Linked DNA regions of Gossypium hirsutum: all the other regions are linked to region 2. A link is a contact called in public Hi-C data. All regions are on one chromosome and are shown on one strand. Each heading gives the region's core, a stretch centred on a gene start, on an enhancer-like site or on the middle of the called end of the contact. The rest is flanking DNA. Distances are from core to core; before and after follow the strand shown.

Region 1 (2,778 bases), core at 106-2,605, 260 kb before region 2:
TTACTTGGTAGAATTGAAAAATGAAAAAAAAAAAAGTAAAACATTCGAATATGAATAGTTTTAAATTAATATACATTTCTTTTTTATTTTCTCTCATTGATTGATTTTTTATGCATCAAGATCGAAGTGATTATTCATCCTATTTTCTTTCCTCTTAATTTTTTCCTACTAAGCACATTTAAAATTTATTTTCTTTCCACTTTTTTCATTCACTCTTCTCATTCTAGACCTGTTCATGAGTCGAGTTACTTGTCCTATTCTGGAGGTTCGCCCAAACTTCGAGAGGGTTTAGGCAAAAATATCAAGCCCAAAAAATAGGTTTGGGTAAAAAAATATTAGCCCGTTTAAAATATAGGTCAGGCTCGAGCTTGAACATTCAAAGTCCGAGCTTGACCTGTTTTAAGTTTATAATATTTTATATTATGTTATTTTTATATATTATGTAATTTAGAACACATTAAAACAACAAACCTATACTAAATATATAATACTATTCTAATGTAAACATTAAAAAAAATGGCAAGATGATTATAGAAAAATTTTCAATAAATAAAAAATGTATAAAATTATTAAATATTAAAATAAAACAATATATATTTTAAAAATATTAAAAAATAATATAAGCGAGCTTAAAATAGGTTTTAGTTAATCTTTTGCAACTATAAACGAGTTTGGACAAAATTTTATGCTCAGATTTCTAGTTGGACCAAATTTTGACAAATATAAAATATAATAATACTATGTTTAGGCCCAATCTAGTCCATGATCACCTCTATCTTATTTCTTCATTTTTTTTATCCAACCAAACACAACTTAAATGAATTTGAAACTCTTCCAAGTTCAGTTATCATACTTTTCAAACTGAATTACAAAAATTAGAATATGCTGCAGTAACTTTTTTGTACTTTTCGAACATTCTTACTTTTTTAAATTTAAAATTTTAATTCAATAAGTATTCACATTTTTTTTTAAAATTTATCAATTTAGTATATTTAATATTTATCATAGTATATACACATTATAGGAAAGCAGTTTAATCAATATCTTAAGTCGGAAAAATTTGGCAAAATGTATTAATGGTATTAATGATTAGACGAAAATTTTAAATAAGGAAAAGTAGTACTTCTAAATTTAACTTTTCTATTTGGGCTGGCTGAAATTTGTATGTAGATTTCAAAACCCATGTTTGGAGGAGGTTTAAAAACTTGATTGGTGCGATCAAATAGTGGGCTTTCAAGGCTCAATTAGTTTAATATGATTTTTGGGTTCATAGGTTAACAGAACTTCATCTTCACCAAAGGGTTAATCCGGGGTTTAACATATTGGAAATAAATCTAAACAATTGCAAGTTGGATTCTCTTAAATAAATGCATAATCTAATAATTTCATCATTTCCTATTCAATCTTTCTCCAAATCTATCTGATAATGGCGTCAATTCCTAATCACGGTCCGCTTAAACCTACCGACCAGTAATAAGGTGACTACCAAAGCGGCACCCTCCATCATCTCATCATGTCTCTGCAACTAAAATCCCTGTTCTTCATCTTACAACTTTTAGCTTTACTGATTTCAATCTCATCATCAGACCCAAACCCACAATTCCCATGCCAGCCTCCCCACTTTAACTCTTACCCCTTCTGCAACACTTCCCTGTCTATCACAGACAGAGCTCAATCTCTCATTTCTCTGCTCACACTTGAAGAAAAGATCTATCAACTCTCCAACAATGCTTCAGGGATCCCAAGACTTGGAATTCCTCCTTACGAATGGTGGTCAGAGTCACTTCATGGGCTTGCCAGTAATGGCCCTGGAGTTAACTTTAATGGTTATGTTAAAGCAGCAACCAGTTTCCCCCAGGTTCTTGTCACTGCTGCTTCTTTCAATAGAACCCTTTGGTTCAAGATTGGGTTGGCCATAGGTATTGAAGCTAAAGCCATGCATAATGTTGGACAAGCTGGTTTGACTTTTTGGGCACCAAATATTAATATTTTTAGGGATCCCAGATGGGGAAGAGGGCAGGAGACTCCTGGCGAGGATCCCTTGGTTGTTTCAGCTTATGCTATCCAATTTGTAAAGGGCTTCCAGGGTGGGTCCTGGAAGGCTAGTGGAGAACTCATAGATAGGTTTGAGAGAAAGAGGGCACTTGGAGGATATAATGATGATGAGAGTGGTGATAGACTTATGAATTCTGCTTGTTGCAAGCATTTCATTGCTTATGACTTGGAGAAGTGGAAGAATTTCAGTCGATACTCCTTCAATGCCGTGGTAAAGTCTTCCTTTTTACATATTGTCCTTGTGGTGTTTTCATGTTTCTGACCACATTTCACATTTGAATCGTCTTTTTCTTCAGTGTGTAACTCTGTATTAGCCATTTCAGTTCATTTTTTTTATCTCTGTAAATAAGTTTCTTATTCAATGCATATTTAGTGCTGATAAGAAATTTTGCAGTCCGACTGTTTGTCAATTTAAATCAAATTTGGCATTTTTTAAATTAATTTATATATTTATTTATGGTTCTAAACCAATAGTTTGGTGTGACTTGTGGTAAGCCTCCTTTTGAAGTCAATTAGGCAGTCTGCTAATAAATACATGCTTTATCTGTATTGAAGGTCACAAAGCAAGATATGGAGGATACATATGAACCACCCTTTCGTAGTTGTATCCAACAAGGCAAGGCAAGTTGCTTGATGTGTTCCTACAATGCAGTTAATGGGGTGCCAGTTTGTGCGCAGGGAGATCTTTTACAAAAAGCTCGAAATGAATGGGGCTTCAAAGGG
Region 2 (3,036 bases), core at 431-2,930:
TTTGCTTACAAGATGGGAAAAAGAATGCTAAGAGACCAGGTACCAAGAACTTCAAAAGGAACTACTGTTAACTACTTGCTCCTTGTTTTACTTGGCACAGAAATTGGCTTCAAAAGATAACAATAGTAAGGTATTATGACACCTAGTAAATTTCTGTTTAACTTCAAAACTAAATATTAACAAACCTGTTCAATTTTGTTAAACTGTTCTCGTTTATCGTCTTCAAGTGAAACACCATTAAGAACAGCTTCCTTAATCTGGGCTGCACACGTTTACAGAAATAAAAAGATTTATTGGGTCTAACACTGATAGAAATTAAAAGGAACGGAGCAAAAACAAATAAATTACACTTTAGCAGTCAATTACACCAAAATGAAATAGGAACAACAATTCCCTAACTTATTTGACATATAGATATATAAATAAAGATTCTTACTTTCCACAATACGTTTGCGAGCTTCATTTAGTGATTTCCAATCAGGAGATTCTTGAATAGCCTTGAATGCATTGTAGATGGGTTTACTTTGTCCAACTCTTAGTTGGAACTTCACTTTTTCTGGCTGTAAAGAAAAACTAAGCATAATAAGGGCCAAAAAGTTGGTTTAAAAGAGACTACACAGTACCGCATATTTAACTAAGGTACAGAAACAATAGGATTGATTTGAACAAGACTTCCAATCAATTTGCTTGAAAAGAAATAAGAATACCACTATTCTGGAGTCTCTAGAAAACAAACTAAGCGCCTAGTATATCATGTGAGCCTATATCATGAGTTATGCCAAAAAAAATAAAATCATAAACATAAAAATCATGACTTCATCTAAGGGAAGAACGTGATAGATAATAGATGTCTAAAAGATTCATGCTAAATATTTTGAAGATTTCACCCCAAGATTCCTACACAATTTTCTTAATGAAATTCTTATACATATTGTACATTGAATAATTGAGCTATCTGTTAAAAAAGAACACAACAACAAGAATGTACCTGGACTTCTTCAATGGCAGCACGGAGCTCAGCTGTATCTTTAACAGCCTTAAGATGATTAACTATTCCCCACACAACAGTCAACCGATCAACAATCTTTTCCAATGGCTCCACCAACTTCGGCCACGAAGGCTCTACTGTCTTCTCCAATTCATCCAAATCACTCTCCTACTCAACAAACATAATTATATCAAAACCATATACAAAAATCCAAAAAACCCATATACCAAAACATGATCTCCACAAAGAAAAGATCAGAACAACCAAAATTTTGAATTTTCAAACAAGGCCAGTGAATGATCCAAAAAAATAAAAAATAAAAAAGATACCGAGCACTAAAAAAAAGAAACTCAAAAGTCAGAATCGGAAACAGTCCAAAAGATCAAAAGGGCATACGAGTTTCTTCAACAAGGCACGAATCCCAGGCCTAACATGCTTGGCTTCAACAAAATCAAAAGGAGGAAAGTCAAAATCTTGCAAGAGAGGATTAGACTCAATGTTGTCATCAACAGAAGCTGAAGAAGCCATTGAAGGAAGAGAGAGAAAAGAGCAAGCAGAAAACAAATAAGAGGCAGATAGAGAATGAGAAGAGTGATGAAAACTTGAGACGGGGACAGATGGAGAAAGAATATGAACAGCAAGGAGAAATGTGGAAACTAAAGCACAAACTCTGGGGTAAATGGGGAGAAGATGAAGAGAAAAGGTGATTCTTTTATTTATTAAAATGGCTAAAAGGCCAAGAGGTTAGACTGAAAGCCCAAACAAGGGGGCATGGCCCAATTTGATCTCTTAGGAAAATTGCATCCTAACCATTAGGGGCATTGGAAAAATTTTTAAAAAAAAATGAGAAAAAACTAAAAGATATTATTAGGATGGAATAAAGTAGGATTTAATGAAAATTCGATAATAGTAAAATAGAAATGTAATAGTTTTGTGTCTTAATTTATTAATTTAAGGAAAATGCAAATAATAGGTTTAAATGATGATCTTATTTTAAAATAAAAATTGGTATGTTATGCTTCATGCTTAGCATTAGGTTAATTGTTTTTAGATTATATTTCAAGTTTATGTAATCTTTGCCTTTTTAGAATTTAATCTTCATATTTTTATTTTTAAGAATTTAGTCTTTTTATTTTTTAAATTTAAAAATTCAGGTCCAATATTAACACCATTAAAATTATTATATTAAATTTTCTGGTGTGACATTCTAAAATAATAATAAAAAATATACTAATTCGATACTCAAGTCACAAAAATGGTGTTGCAATGGACTTGAATTTAACAAAAAAAAACTTTAACAATGTTAACAATTCTTTAAATTTACGTCGGCTTTTTAATTTAGAATAAAATGTTTAGACTAACTAATGGCATTATAAACATCGAAGTACCAAATTATGTATAAAATTAAAATATAAATATCAAACATTAAATTTGAACATTTTTGTATAATTAAAAAGTAGAGGACTACAATTGAAATTTAACCATTATTGTTAGTAATGAAAAAAAAGGACAGGTGTCAAAGGACTGAAATTGAGATTTGACCATTTTGTAACTAAAAAGTAGAGGGACCACCATTGAAAATTTATCATTATTGTTAATAATGTAAAAAAAAAGAGTAAGGGCGGGTGTCTTCCTTTTAGTATAGATAATATATTATTGAAAATTTTAAAAATTTTATATTCGTTAGTATATAAAATTACCATGATAAATTATTTTGAAACTTTTCATATAATTTAAAAAATAATACTAAAATAACATTGGAGATTTGAGCATTTAGGGAACCAATTGGTGCTCATTATTTCTTATTGTTTGTTAGTGTTTCTTATAGAAAAAGCGCAATGCTTTTATTTTTAAAGAAGAGAATAGTAGCTGCAAAGAGGTTTCAGTGAGGAGTTTGTCTTGAACAAGAAGCTTATCTCAACCGGGAGCTATTAATTCCACGTTGGCGTACCAATGGAGATGGATGGATTAAACTCAATTATTGGTTCAGGCATTTCAGCCATTGGTGGTGTTTTGCGTGATGCAAATGCTGGTTGGGTTGTTGATAT
Region 3 (3,005 bases), core at 135-2,634, 190 kb before region 2:
GGTATGCTTCTGCGGTTTCCTTCATCTTTGTTAGAACAAATGCACCAATCTGGCTCGGGGAATAAGTTTTTCCATTGGCTTCAAGCCAGGCATCCCCATTGGGAGCTCTAACTATCTTGTAAGGTACCATCTTCATTTCTTTCTGTGTCTGAGCATCATCAAAACGTCTCCCAATCAGACGTTTTGTTCCAAAAAATGTGTTTGTTGGGTTGGTCACAGCCTGCCGTTTGGCTGGTGTTCCAACAATTAGCTCCCCCTGCTGGTTGAAGGCAACCACAGATGGTGTGGTTCTAGCTCCTTCAGCATTCTCAATTACCCTAGGATTCTGCAGAATACATACAAAGGACTTGAACAATCTGAATAAAATAGTTCCCATTTTCACAAAAAGAAATCCAAAATATATACTTCAACAAAGATCAATAATATTAGTCAGGAAGAATAATCTACCTTTCCCTCCATAACTGATACACATGAGTTGGTTGTACCCAGGTCAATACCAATAACATCATTACCAACAGGTCTTGAGCTGTAATGCAGGAATAACATCTTAGCAAATAATTAGCCACTGAGATTTGATAATGTTTTGAAGATATTTAAGAATACCTGAAGGATCTTGCCAAGGATGCCCATTTGACCAGTGGAGACCTAGCCAAGGATGTCTTTGCATTTCCAGTCAACTATATTAAGAATAAGAAACACTAGTAAGCTTCAGTGGCCAATTACAAAAAGTCCACCAGCAATATCTCATCAGAAAGAAACGAAACAACAATATTTCAATTTCTTTAAGTAAAGGTAAACCCAGAATCTTTCATAACCACAAACACATTGTAATCAGCAATTATAACAATTCAACAGCTGTTGCCTAACTAATGATGAACCAATCGAAGTTTAACTTAAACCCAAAATAAGTCCTAAAAGCTTTTTATTTTATATAGTTGATATAATTTGATCAAAAGGCTAGGCTAAGACCCAAAAAGATGAGAGAAATGAAAGAAATGAGAAAAAAAAACTCCATTGATGGTATTGCAACATAAAATCTTTGGCCTTTAAACAAACGAAAAAAGCGGGCAAAGACTCGACCATGTTCCCCAGAAATAGAGGAATCAAGTTATTACAGAGTTCTAAAATGAGTTAACATGAAAGAAAAAGAAAATGGAAAAAAATAAATCACATCAACCAAAAAGCAACAAAGACAGGAAAACGCAAAAGACCCAAGATAAAGAGAAACTTACGGATCTGCAAGCGGAGTGAAGCTCACGGCGCTGTAAAGCACGGCGGAGAACAGAAGCAGCCATGGTAAGAGCAAGATGATGAAGACCGTAGGGTTTAAAAGGCTGTGCTAGGGTTTTAGCAAATCTGATTGGTGGGCTTTATTTAACATTAAGGGATTTGTGATTGAATGACTGTTTTACCCTTGCCTAATTTTGAGAAGGACGGTTCCGTTGGTGGGCTTGGAAGGGTAAAATAAGAATACGATTAGAATATGTCAACGTTCAAAAGTTAGGGATCGTGGGCAACAAGAAATATGAGCAAAACTAATCCCTCAATATCTTTAGGGGTTTTTTATTTAGTGAAATACTTAATAAAATGTTTAATATGATATTTATATTTTGAAAATATTTAATTTAGTATTTTAACTATTAATATATATTTTATTATGATATATGTATTATAAACAAAAATAATATATAAAAGATGAATATGTGGATTTCTATTGCATTCTATATTTTTCATCATATGTACAAGTAGTATATTTCTCTCTCTATATATAGGGAGATTAGACTCTTCATATTCTAATACATAAATAGGAAATTAGTTACAAGAAGATGAAATGTGAAGATGAAATGTTTAAGGTTAAAGAAGATGAAAGGTGGAAGGTTGAGGGCGATGAAAAGTGAAAGGTTGAACATCCACTTAATAGCATTCAAAACACCCCTTGAATGTTCATTGTATAAATAATATGCCTAATTAAAAACCTTATTAGGAAAAAGAGTATATAATCATTTGATACATTGTATATCACAACAAAAAAAAATGTAGTGTAAATTTACTCCCCCTCATGTAAGTATCATTTAGGATCTTTGAGACAACGCAATCAAATGTTGAAAATTAACTTCTCAAATGTGGCAGTAGGGAGATCCTTAGTAAAAAGATCTGCTAAATTCTCACTTGAACGAATCTATTGAACATTTATATCTCCATTCTTTTGTAGATTATTAGTGAAGAAAATTTTTGGTGATATATGTTTTATTCTATCACCCTTAATTTATCCCTCATTAAGTTGTGTAATGCAAGTTATATTATCTTCATATAAGACTGTTAGAGCTTTTTTTTCAGAGCATAAACCACAATTTTTTCATATGTGATGAATTACAGACCTTAGCCACACACATTCACGATTAGCCTCATGGATTGCAAAAATTTCAACATGATTAGAAAAAATAACAACAATTGTTTGTTACATAGAACGCCAAGAAATTGCAGTACCACTATATGTGCAAACATAACCAGTTTATAATTGAGCATTATGAGGATTAGTAAGTACCCTACATTTGCAAATCCAACCAATTATGTTTTGGGTAGGTTAGGGAAAAATAAACGCATATCTCTTGTACCTTGAAGATAATGAAAAATATGCTTGACCCTATTCCAATGACTTCGGGTTGGACAAAAGCTAAATCTTACTAATAATTTGATAGCAAATGATATATCTGGTCGTGTATAACTAGCAAGATACATCAATGCACCAATAGCACTTAAATATGGTACTTCAGGACCAAGAAAATCTTTATCATTTTCTTGAGGATAGAAAATGTCTTTATTTACATTAAGTGACCTAACAACCATTAAGGTGCTCAACGGATGTACGTTAGCATGTAAAATCTTCTTAGCACTTTTTCTATATATGTTGTTTGATGCACAAGGATTCCATTCTTTAGGTGCTCAATTTGTAACCCTAGACAAAATTTTGTCTCTCCAAGGACTTTCATTTCAAATTCTTTTTT

What was found. A called contact is a pair of places that touch in the nucleus more often than the background predicts.
Region 1: a contact with region 2 is called in a Hi-C map of seedling, with 4 times the contacts expected there. The contact joins the promoter of LOC107901940 here to the promoter of LOC107901902 in region 2. A contact is called at or near these places in 2 of 34 Hi-C or Micro-C datasets (leaf and seedling).
Region 3: a contact with region 2 is called in a Hi-C map of leaf, with 2.1 times the contacts expected there. The contact joins the promoter of LOC107901919 here to the promoter of LOC107901902 in region 2. A contact is called at or near these places in 3 of 34 Hi-C or Micro-C datasets (all in leaf).

Annotation. Positions count from the first base shown.
Region 1 is chrA11:57,352,817-57,355,594 of Gossypium_hirsutum_v2.1, reverse strand. LOC107901940 (probable beta-D-xylosidase 6) reads left to right here and starts at 1,355. Exons shown (of 6, transcript XM_016828126.2): 1 at 1,355-2,266; 2 at 2,611-2,777. The coding sequence starts at 1,514.
Region 2 is chrA11:57,096,982-57,100,017 of Gossypium_hirsutum_v2.1, reverse strand. LOC107901902 (organellar oligopeptidase A, chloroplastic/mitochondrial) reads right to left here and starts at 1,680. Exons shown (of 17, transcript XM_016828077.2): 1 at 1,385-1,680; 2 at 989-1,156; 3 at 437-560; 4 at 186-262. The coding sequence starts at 1,516.
Region 3 is chrA11:57,283,992-57,286,996 of Gossypium_hirsutum_v2.1, reverse strand. LOC107901919 (heat shock 70 kDa protein, mitochondrial) reads right to left here and starts at 1,384. Exons shown (of 6, transcript XM_041081994.1): 1 at 1,233-1,384; 2 at 604-677; 3 at 448-526; 4 at 1-325. The coding sequence starts at 1,295.